3 separate regions of the Mus musculus genome follow, and regions 1 and 2 are each linked to region 3. The links are chromatin contacts, called in public ChIA-PET and promoter capture Hi-C maps. All regions are on one chromosome and are shown on one strand. Each heading gives the region's core, a stretch centred on a gene start, on an enhancer-like site or on the middle of the called end of the contact. The rest is flanking DNA. Distances are from core to core; before and after follow the strand shown.

Region 1 (3,292 bases), core at 158-2,657, 700 kb after region 3:
TCGCACTCCACCCCCACCCCCCACCCCCGTGTGTGTGTTTATTTGTTTATGTGCATTTGGGAAAACATTTGAATGGTCACTTAAATCGAAAAAGATTAGGTATCAGAATTTGATCTTTAGAAAAAAAAAAAAAACAAGAAACACAATCAGAATTTAAGTTTTGTTTGGAAACAGGAATACAGGAAGAAGGCTAAAGCAATCCTGGAAACTGGAGAAATGGCAGAAATTAAAATGAGAATGTTATGACACCCTCACAGTCAATAGGCATCACATTCTTCCCATTTCGCAGGGAAGGAGTTTCCCAAGAAGCTTTCAAATGGCAGGCCAGGATTTAGCTTCAGCAGTTCTTTTTTTGTTTTGGTTTGGTTTTTGGTTTGTTTTTTGTTTGTTTGTTTGTTTTTGTTTGTTTTTGTTTTTCGAGACAGGGTTACTCTGTATAGCCCTGGCTGTCCTGGAACTCACTTTGTAGACCAGGCTGGCCTCGAACTCAGAAATCTGCCTGCCTTTGCCTCCCGAGTGCTGGGATTAAAGGCGTGTGCCAGCCACCACGCCCGGCGCTTCAGCAGTTCTTGACCGAACACTTTGTGTTTCTTTTTGCAAAGCTTGCTCTCCCCTCCACCCCTAGTCAGCATGCAGCTCAAAGGCAGCATGGGATGCAGTTTGTTGATCATTCATAGTCCTTCTCACCTCTCCATCTCTGTCTTCAGAAAGATTCAAGTGAGGACTCACTTCTGGCGCAAACTGTTCCATCAGATGCAAAGACCGGAAGTCTCAAAAAGACCTTGAGGAGCAGACAACTTCCTCTGGTTAGTGCTGTGGTGAGCATTCCACCTCCTTCTCTAAAGCAAGCTACTAAATAACCTTGGCCCCCACTTGGTGCTCAGCCTCTTGCAGCAAGTCTCTACTTTCTTGACAAAAGGAGACTGGAAACTAAGACCTCTACAAAGCATAGCAATTTGCATTTGGTTTCCTCTGAGCATGGCAGACCAACACTGCACACCCACTCCCTATGCCTTTTTGTAAAAGCTGCATGTTCACATACACCCTGGGAACTTGGTGCTTGTGTTTTCTCACACTGCCTGCAGCTTGATTGCTACTCAGATCTCACATCCTTCATGTGGTCCAGCAGCTGCTGACTACTACTATATCCTGCTTCGTCTCACATGCAAGGACACTCGTGAGCTCTGTTGTGCAAACTAATATTTGTACTGGGATTATTTGGCAATAATATTAGCTCCAATAATCTTATTTAAGCCCTGCTCTTATCAACTATTTCCCTTGGCCTTTGTGATATCTGGGAGAGTCGTGTTGGGTATGAAAACCCTTTGGAGGGATGATTTCAGACAGGTTCATATGGTTCAGCCCCCTCCACCCATCAGCAAGGCACCCAGGAAATAACAAGCAGTGACGTAAAGATGTCTCAGAATAAGATGTAAAGATGTAAAGATAAAATATGGGGAAGGTTGACTCTTAGAAAATCGTGGAGCTGGAGAGATGGCCCAGTAGGTGAAGGTATTTATCACCAAACCTGACAGCCTTTGCTCAATCTCCAACCACTTGGTGGGAGGAAACAAAGAACTCCTAAAAATTGTCCTCGGACCTTCACATATGTACCTGTCATACATACATCCATATTCACCCATAAATAGCAATGGTAATTTTAAATTGTTAAAGTTTGTTGAGGAGGCTACAAGAGATTAGGGGTGGAGAAGATGGTTGAGGAGAATCTGCTAAAGCACTTTGAGAACACTAAAGTGACACCTAATATTTTGTATGCTAATTTAAAATTACATTTTAAAACGCTAAAATAAGTTATTTTTTTAAGTCTGATAAGAACAGCACTTAATGCTGAGGCTGTCCTTTATACATATCTTATTAGGATGTGTAGTTTCAAGAGTTCAGCTTACTCCGAAGGGCGTTCTCTCTCTGTGTCTCTCTGTCTGTCTCTCTGTCTGTCTCTCTGTCTCTGTCTCTCTCTCCTGTGTGTGTGTGTGTGTGTGTGTGTGTGTGTGTGTGTGTGTCTGTGTTTAGAACAGAGGACATATTTTGGTAGCTGGTACTTATTTCCATCTTGTTGAGGGTCTTTCAAGAATTCTAGTCTCTAAGCTAGCTGGCCCTGGTTTCTGCCTCTCATCTTGCCATGTGAGTGCTACATCTTAACATTTTTTTGTTTACGTGGGTTCCAGGGATCAAATTCAGGTTTTCATGTTTGTACAGCTAGAACTTTTAACTGTCTCTGGACCCCGAGTTTGGGGACAGGTATTGGTATTGGTACACTACCACCAATATGCTGTGCATCCTGAGAAGAGCTCAGGCTGGTCTCAAGCTCTCTATGGAGAGGGGAATGGTGTTTGAACTCCTGACTCTCCTCTTTTTACTTCCCAAGTGTTTGAATTAGTCATGTACTACCATAGCCTGTTCTTTCTTGTTTGTTTTTATTAATATGTGCTTAGGTGTGTCTGTGTGGAGGTATGCACTCATGAGTGCGGTGTCCATTGAATCAAGAAGTGGTCATCAGATCCCCTAAATCTGGAGTAACACATAGTTGAAAAGTGCCCAGTATGGATGCTTGGAACTGAACTCAGATTCTCTTCAAGAGGAACAAACATTCCTAACCACTCCACTGAGCAATCTCTCTGACCACTATTTCTTCTTTGTCAAGATAAGGTCTCATTTCATAGCCCAGGCTATCCTGGAACTCACTATCAAGAGCAGGCTAACCTCAAACTCATAACAATCCTCCTTTCTCAACCCCGAAAATGCTGTAATTACAAGTGTGAGCCACCACACCCATCACAGTCAATTGGCTTAACTTATGCTGCAGTGAAGAACTTCAGGACAAGTCACTATGAAGCAAAGTTGAAGTCTATTATGCAAAGTAAAGTGTATACTCAGAGAAATGGGCTTGACTCCAGTTGTTAAGAGAAACACATACTGTTAGAATTTGGATGGTATGTTTTATTAACACATCTTAACATAGGGAAGGATTATTCATGTATTTGGAAAGGGCCAAGCATGAAACTCAAGACATGGGTTGATATTTTCTCAGAATAGCTCTTATCGTCCCTTTCTGTCCCTAAATAGTGTTTTCTAGACATATCATAATGTCAGATGCATAATAATAGTGGGCAGTTTTGCAGGTTTGATGATATGGAGATGTCATTATAATTAATCGGGGAATAAGTAATAATCCTCTTGGTTAGACATGTTGGTCTAAGATAGTTATAGGAACTCTGTATGTTTACTGTTGTGGTGATTATATTATGACTGAAACACAGCTCTGCCATAACAA
Region 2 (3,681 bases), core at 36-2,535, 780 kb after region 3:
AGAAGAAGAAGAAGAAGAAGAAGAAGAAGAAGAAGAAGAAAGCAAAATGTAGTTTAGAAAAGAAAGTGCTATGCAATAAAATGTAATTGGTAATGTGAGAGTCAGATTTACCTACTTCGTTTCTTAAAAGGAAGGGTTGTGTCTTTATGACCAGCTGTACAGGGACTTCAGTTATTCTCAGCATAGGCTAAATATGTAGCAAAATGATTTTGAAGCTTCAAATCTCATCGAATGCCAATAGTTTTAAATTGGTAATGCTCCAAATGTCTTATACAGTTTCCTTGTGTTTGAGCCAGTCAATTCAACACACATTCTGAACACATTCCTGACAGTTGTAAAGTAGAAAGGAAATATTCTAACAACTTACAAAGTTCCTATACTCGTTGAAAACTGACTATGAATTTGCCTCCTGCTGCAATAGACGTTGCCTGGTGAGTTAGAGTTTTAGCAATGCCATATATTCAACAGCAATGATACAACATTGGTAAAAACTGGTATCAAAATGCCAAGCATCAAACTGGAAAACTCAAACTCGGTAAAATGTAAAGCTTGAGGTTCAGCCAAGCATTCCTGGGAACACAGGCAAAAACCCCAGCAATCTCCTTCTAAGAACGCGACTGAAATAAAACTCTAGCTGGCAATCTCTGAGCCTGTCAATATGGGTTGAAATTTCTAGAAAAGTTGCCCAACAAGAAGCGTGGCCCGAGCCAGGAAACATCACTAACCGCCTCCCAAAAGGACAGCAAAGACCGCACAGGATGCTGCACGGTTCTTGGACTTGGCAACACCGGGCCAGGAGGGTGTGGACCCGCCAGACAAGGTCGGTTCCGCGAAGCCAGCGCCCCAGCCCTCGGCTCACCGGGGGTTAGCCTGGGGTGCTCCCTCCCACGACCACGGCTCGCATACCGCGCAGGCGCCCCTCCACCTCCGACTCCGGAGCCTTCGGGACTGGCCGTCGCCCCTCGCCGTGCCCACAACCCCGCGCGCGAGGCCACCCAGCGCCAGCAAGGACGGCGTTCCCCTTCAGCTAGTCCGTCCGCAGCTACCCAGTTCTGTCTAGCCCAGAGCCTCCGGCCCTCGCTCCGCTCCTCCCGGGACAAAACCGCCCCGCCACGTCCGCAACATCCCCGCCCCTTCCCTAGGCCGGGCCCCCGCAGCCTTACCCCGAACCCAACAAGCACAAGCCTAGAAATAGCAACTCCGACTCCAGGCGACTGAGTGACTGATAGGCGGCAGCACGTTCACGACACTTTCACGATTGCCGTAAAGAGGGGGGACTCAGAAAAGGTTGAGGCGCGCCTCCGAGCTACTCGGGAGCGCGCCCCGGGGCTCCGCCCAGGCTCCTACAGTGGGCCTGTTCTGCACTTTGAGGCTGGAGCTGGCTGGTCGGGGACAGGAAAGAAGGTGAGTGGGAGGGGGAAAAGTGCCTGGCCTGGCGCTCGGCAGGTTTTCTACTTGGGTGCTGTGTCGAAGTGTGGTTCGCAAGCCAAGAGCGAGGGCACAACGCGAGCCCCCTTGGTCCCACGGGCGCGCGAGCCACGCGAACCTCGGTAGCTTCACCTGGTTCCGTGAACTTCGTGACACCCACGACTAGAGTCGCGAGCCAGCTCCGGGAACCCACGAATCACGGGAGATGACAACTAGGCTGAGGTCTCCGCGTCCTACTTTTTCTCTTCTTTAGTACCTCTACCACCACTTCATCCCAAGCGATGCGTCGTGCCAAGCATGGTGTCCCTTATATTTTTCTGGTGCCAGGGACAGTGAAACTCTTGTACTACAAGACTTAGGAGTGTGTGTGCAAGGGGTTGCTTTTGTTGAATCAACTAAGGAAACCTTTGCCCTAATACCCTTTGTCATCCCTGTGCCCTTATTTCTACTTGGTTGGGGCTGAGGAAGTTCAAAACTGAGACCAGTGGTGACCTTGTGTTTACACAGAGCTCTGTCTCCACCCCATGATTGTGTTTCAAAGGGAGTGGTCCCTAGTTGAAAGGAAATCACAAGTCCTGGGAATCCTAACAGCTGCTTTCCTTTGTAAAGCACTGAGACAGGAATAAGTTTTCCAGCTTTCCCAATTTTAATTTACATACCGAATGCAACATTTTTTTAATCTATCGGGGCTGCGTTATCAAATTTTAATTTATTGGCAGTGAAACTAGATGCTTTGAGATTAGCCATTGGAAAATGTTACATTTGTCAAGAGGCCATATTAGAATTTAGGAAAATAGTCCTTGTTATGCTTTGTTTGTGGCCTGATATTTCTATTCGCCTCTGAAAAAAACCTGGGGCCACCTGTTCATTCACTTGGAACATCCAGAGTTTACACTTTTGTTATTCTTTAGTTATTACCACTTAGAAGAGACAACATTAAAAAGGTTCTTTTTATTACCAGTGGCTTTTAAATGCTTATGAAAATAAAAAATGTAACTGGATTTCTGACTCATGGAGCTTCAAAGTAAGCAGAGGAGATGGGTAAGAGATGCAAAAAAATTTGTTAAATATCCTTACTGTTGTGTGAAGTTTTCTTATATATTTTTAAGTCATCTTAAAGCTTTCTTTTTTGGTTCTGGAAATTGAACTTAAGGCCTCTTGTTTGCTATGCAAACACTCTTTAAAAGGGTTCTTGAATGCTTTGACCCATAAAATAGTTAAACATTACACTCGTAATCCTGTTGGTCTGAGACTGCTCTCACGTTTCCTTTTTGGAGGGGAAGGCACTGGACAGTTGTTAGTCTTCCATGTTACTCTTCCTGTCTACTTTGGTTTCTCACTTGTCTCCGAAAGACTCTTAACAATATTTTAAGCCCTGCCTTGCTTCTAAGCAGTCAGTTTAAACAGCTAGAATCTTCAAAGCCTAAACACATACAAGTATTTAATACCTCAAAAAAATTATATGCAGCCATGTATGGGTAGTTATGACTGCAATTTATGAATTGTTATAGTATTTTATACTTATATTTCACATAGAATACTACATCCCAGAAATTTGAAATTTGCCTGAAACTCAATAATTAGAAAGTGTTAATTATGGATTTTTTTAAAAAAAGATAACATCCAGGGGTTAGGGAAATGCTGTGCCAAACAATAAGAAAATTGACTTCCTACAATTAAAACTTTTTTTAAAAATTACCGCTGATAGATCACTATTATAAAAGATCTCAAGCATTAGGTCCTTAAAGGAAACATTTTGCTCACAGTGCTGCATTCTAGTGTTCAGGCCACAGACACTGTTGGTTCATTGGCTAGTATTTGTGTGCTGCTTAAAATCATGTGTTTGAAATGATAATGTATCATCTTTGTATATAGATTTCAGGATTTGAAAAGGGAACCGGTTTGGGCAGTTGTGAAAATTGACATTTTGAGAACAGTTTCTCTCTCACCTTATGAAAAGACCACCTTAGGAAGGAACCTAACATCTGTTATCTCAGTATTTGAATAAACCTCACTGAAACAGCTATTCTTTTAGATGGCTTAAAATATGTGAGATGGCTCAGCATGTGAGATATTTACTAGCAATGCTGATGGCCTGAGTTCATTTCCTGGGACACATGTAGTGGAAAGAGAAAACTGATTCCTGGGCATGTATACACCCACCTCTAACTCCACCCCAACCCCCATTCTACCCCTACCCCTATCCTTACCTCCCATACATATAAAACAAAAAATTGAATGTAATCTAAAAAT
Region 3 (3,240 bases), core at 707-3,206:
AGAAAATGAATGGTCTTCACTTTGGAGGTAAAGAAACCCCAAAACAGGCCTGGTTTATGCAAAATGAGTATAACAATTAATTAGGCAAGAGGCACTTTACACTCTAGGTTCTCTGATTATCTTTGACTGTGCATTTAGTGGTAGTGTTGAGAAAACATGTAGTACAAAAGTTGACCCCAACACGGTAGCAATTAGAAACAGAGCAGACTTGTATAAAAGCACAGGTAGGTTTCTAGGGGTAGCACAAGGTAGTGTGGGAAGAGCAACACTTCCCAGCCTCCTTGCCCCCCTGCCCCCAGTGAGTCGCAGCCACTGAGTATGTGTTCTCTTCTCCTTTGGAGATGACCTCACACCTGTTCTCTTTCCTATACACTCAAATGGAGAACAGCCACTCTTCCAGAACTCAGGTCATATTTCCTGTCAACACTTTATTACATATGGTTTATTTAACAATCTGAAACTATAATGTTGCCTTATACTCCAAAATAAAGGGTGAAAACAAAACCAAGTCTAGCTCTAATGTAAATGAAAGTTAAATAATAGAGATGCTTGATTTTGTGCTATATGTTAAGAAACATACAAAAGGACACAGGGCTTTCTAGGATGTGTATTAAAGATCTACATTACATCAGACATTCTATTTTCTCAAAATAGAATCAAAAGATTGTATAAAATTAGAAAGCTCATTCTGATGAGATAAAAATTAGGAGATAAAAATTGCTAATTAAGGATATTTATAAATATATTTCATTGAAGGTTTACTGCTCCAACCATTCTTTTTTAAATGGTCATCAACAACCTACCAAAAACTGACACCTAAATCACTGGAACCAACTGTCATCTGATTGCAGCAAACTCAGTCTTTTCCCTGTGGTGATTTTAATTAGAATGGCCAGTGTAGGCTCATATATTTGAATACAGGGTACCCAGTTGGTAAATCCAGTTTGAGAAGGATTAGGTGTAGCCCTGTTTGAGGCAAGTATGTTACAGGGTCAAAATTTGAGGCTTCCAAAACCTCTCATTATTCCTAGTGCACTCATTCTTTCTGTTTGAGATGTGAGCTCTCACTGCTGCACTAGCTAACGTGCCTGCTGCTTGCTACCACAGGGCTCTGTCATGGTGGACCCCAACCCTCCGAAACTGTAAGCCCAACCAATTAAACACTTTCTTTTATAAGTTGCTTTCGTCACAGTGTTTTATCACAGAAAACAAACAAACAAACAAACAAACAAAACCCCAAAAAGTAAGTAATATACCCCCTCCACTCTATTCTTTACAAAGTAGCTGGGATGATTTTCATAACATGACAAATCAGTCACTTTAGTAACTACTTCCTTATAACCCTCCAAGTGAGTAATATGATTTATTAGTGACCACCATTACCTTTAAATATAAAGATAGAAATGCTTAAGGCCTAAGAGGGAACATTATAATTTGAACTCTAAATCCCTCCCTAGATTTATCTTACAATGTGCCCCCTCTGTTCTCAACAGTCCAGCATAATTGGCTTTCATTCATTTTCTTCAGTGTACCATATTCTCCTCTGCCAGAGATTTCCTCTGCAGGTAAAATGCTTTAGTGAGGAGATGGGGCCTGGTTTGAATTCCCAGTAACACAAACAAACAAACAAACACTTCAGAGAATAATGACGCAGCAAAATGGGGAAAGGAGCTCATGGACGATGTGGTTTATGTTTTCAAAAGCAGTATTTGAGTGTGTGGGGGCCAGAGGAAATTAAAGAACAGAGGTGTGCAAAAGAGCAAGGTGGCAAAGCCTCCAGAAGACTGGCAACTTCCATAAGAAAAAGAGGGCCCTAAGACTGGCAAGCAATAGGGATTAATTACTAGAAGATCCTAAACGGAGCTAAATCCAGCCTTTCAGGCCATGGCAAAGACTTTGGCTGTTAGCTGGCATGAGACAGGAAGCCACTGGATGACTGAGCAGAGAGGCTGTCAAGCTTCCTCTAGCTATGAAATAGATAAAGGGCAAAGGCAGGAAGAAGAATGAAGACAACCGCAAGCACCCAAGACAGCATGGACCAAAGCAGCTGCAGTGGAGGTGGCAAGAATTAGTTTCCAAGTTGAAGATGAAGCCAAGCAGAGGATCTGGGAAGAGGGGGAGACTGCTAAAAAATAAACAAACAAGAAAAACATTAAACCACAAACTCAGAAAATGCAGAGGACACCAAGTAGAGTGAACATAAAAACATCTACTTGGGCAGATACTCAGACAGCAAGAAAATAAAACAAAGAGTAAAATGGCCAAAAGAGCCAGAGGGAGGAGGAGCTAAGATAAGAATTACATCAGAATTTTCTTCCAACCACAAAAAAGGATATAAAGCAAAATGTTTAAATCATTCAGACAAAATCTGCCGCAATATAATTGTGTATCTAGGTCAATTATCCTTCAAAATGAGGGAGAAAAGACTTCTACAAACAACAACTGAACAGATTTGTCATCAACAGGCCTACCTTGCAAGAACTGTGAGATTCTTTAGAAATGACAATGGTTTAAACCATAAACTTCACTTTTCCTTTTGCTGATCTAACAAATAACATTTGCTGGAAATGAATACACAACATACCAAAATGTATAAACAAGGAGAACAGAAACAAATCTCTCACATTTGCTTATAATAATAGTACTGTACTGACAGATGATAGCACCTGTCAGTAACTGACAGATCTAATAGGCAAAGCCAGTAAGGACAGGGTTGACCCACACTCAGAGAATATTCCACCAACAACAATAGAATATATATTGTTTTTCAGGGGATATAAAAATTTACCAACAGAGTAAATACTCTATACTATAAATACAAGTCTCAATAAATGTAAGGGAATTTAATCCATACAAAATGCCTTTTGTTTTCCACGAAATTGCTATGCTCTGCTGTGGTGAGCCTGCTCCTCTTCCCCATCACTTTTCATCCCTTTTCAATCCATTTCATGGTTTCCTGGCCTCATCTTTGAAACTGATTCCAGTGTGGAATAGTTAACATCCTCATTTCTAATAGATAGTGCTCTATGTAAGAAAGAAAAACTGTCAGAATCCAGTCTCAGTTCCTTTTACAGCTTGACTATATCAATGCTAAAAGTTTAACTTCTGAAGCTTGACTTAATAGTCCATAAACTGTATTAGAATAGATTGGGGAAGGAATGTATATTTAAATGTTTAGGCAGTATTTCTAAAATGATCAATACTTAAACTTGTTATCTTTTCCATAATATAAAAATGCCC

Evidence for each region. Promoter capture Hi-C pulls out the DNA fragments that hold promoters and counts their contacts. ChIA-PET counts read pairs in DNA pulled down with a chosen protein or histone mark.
Region 1: an RNA polymerase II ChIA-PET map of effector CD8 T cells shows a contact between it and region 3, with 17 read pairs. The contact joins two enhancer-like sites. A contact is called at or near these places in 2 of 115 datasets of contacts at active chromatin or transcription factors (effector CD8 T cells and memory CD8 T cells).
Region 2: a contact with region 3 is called in a promoter capture Hi-C map of pre-B cells, with 2.1 times the contacts expected there. The contact joins the promoter of Cept1 here to the enhancer-like site in region 3. A contact is called at or near these places in 5 of 39 promoter capture datasets (the 3T3-L1 cell line, the C10 cell line, hematopoietic stem and progenitor cells and 2 more) and 1 of 115 datasets of contacts at active chromatin or transcription factors (extraembryonic endoderm stem cells).

Annotation. Positions count from the first base shown.
Region 1 is chr3:106,461,309-106,464,600 of GRCm38.p6, forward strand. No RefSeq gene overlaps it. Among named protein-coding and RNA genes, the nearest start is that of 2010016I18Rik, 23 kb to the right of the region's middle. Within about 2 kb of position 1,408, at least 74 of the 459 cell types and tissues checked have an H3K27ac peak or open chromatin away from gene starts, as enhancers often do. A contact at or near this core is called in effector CD8 T cells and memory CD8 T cells, where this site is marked.
Region 2 is chr3:106,546,517-106,550,197 of GRCm38.p6, forward strand. It overlaps Cept1 (choline/ethanolaminephosphotransferase 1), which reads right to left and starts at 1,286. Exons shown (of 9, transcript NM_133869.4): 1 at 1,164-1,286. It overlaps Dram2 (DNA-damage regulated autophagy modulator 2), which reads left to right and starts at 1,282. Exons shown (of 9, transcript NM_026013.3): 1 at 1,282-1,404.
Region 3 is chr3:105,761,680-105,764,919 of GRCm38.p6, forward strand. All of the region lies in intron 1 of Rap1a (RAS-related protein 1a), which reads right to left. Among named protein-coding and RNA genes, the nearest start is that of Rap1a, 38 kb to the right of the region's middle. Within about 2 kb of position 1,957, at least 80 of the 459 cell types and tissues checked have an H3K27ac peak or open chromatin away from gene starts, as enhancers often do. A contact at or near this core is called in effector CD8 T cells, hematopoietic stem and progenitor cells, liver and 2 more, where this site is marked.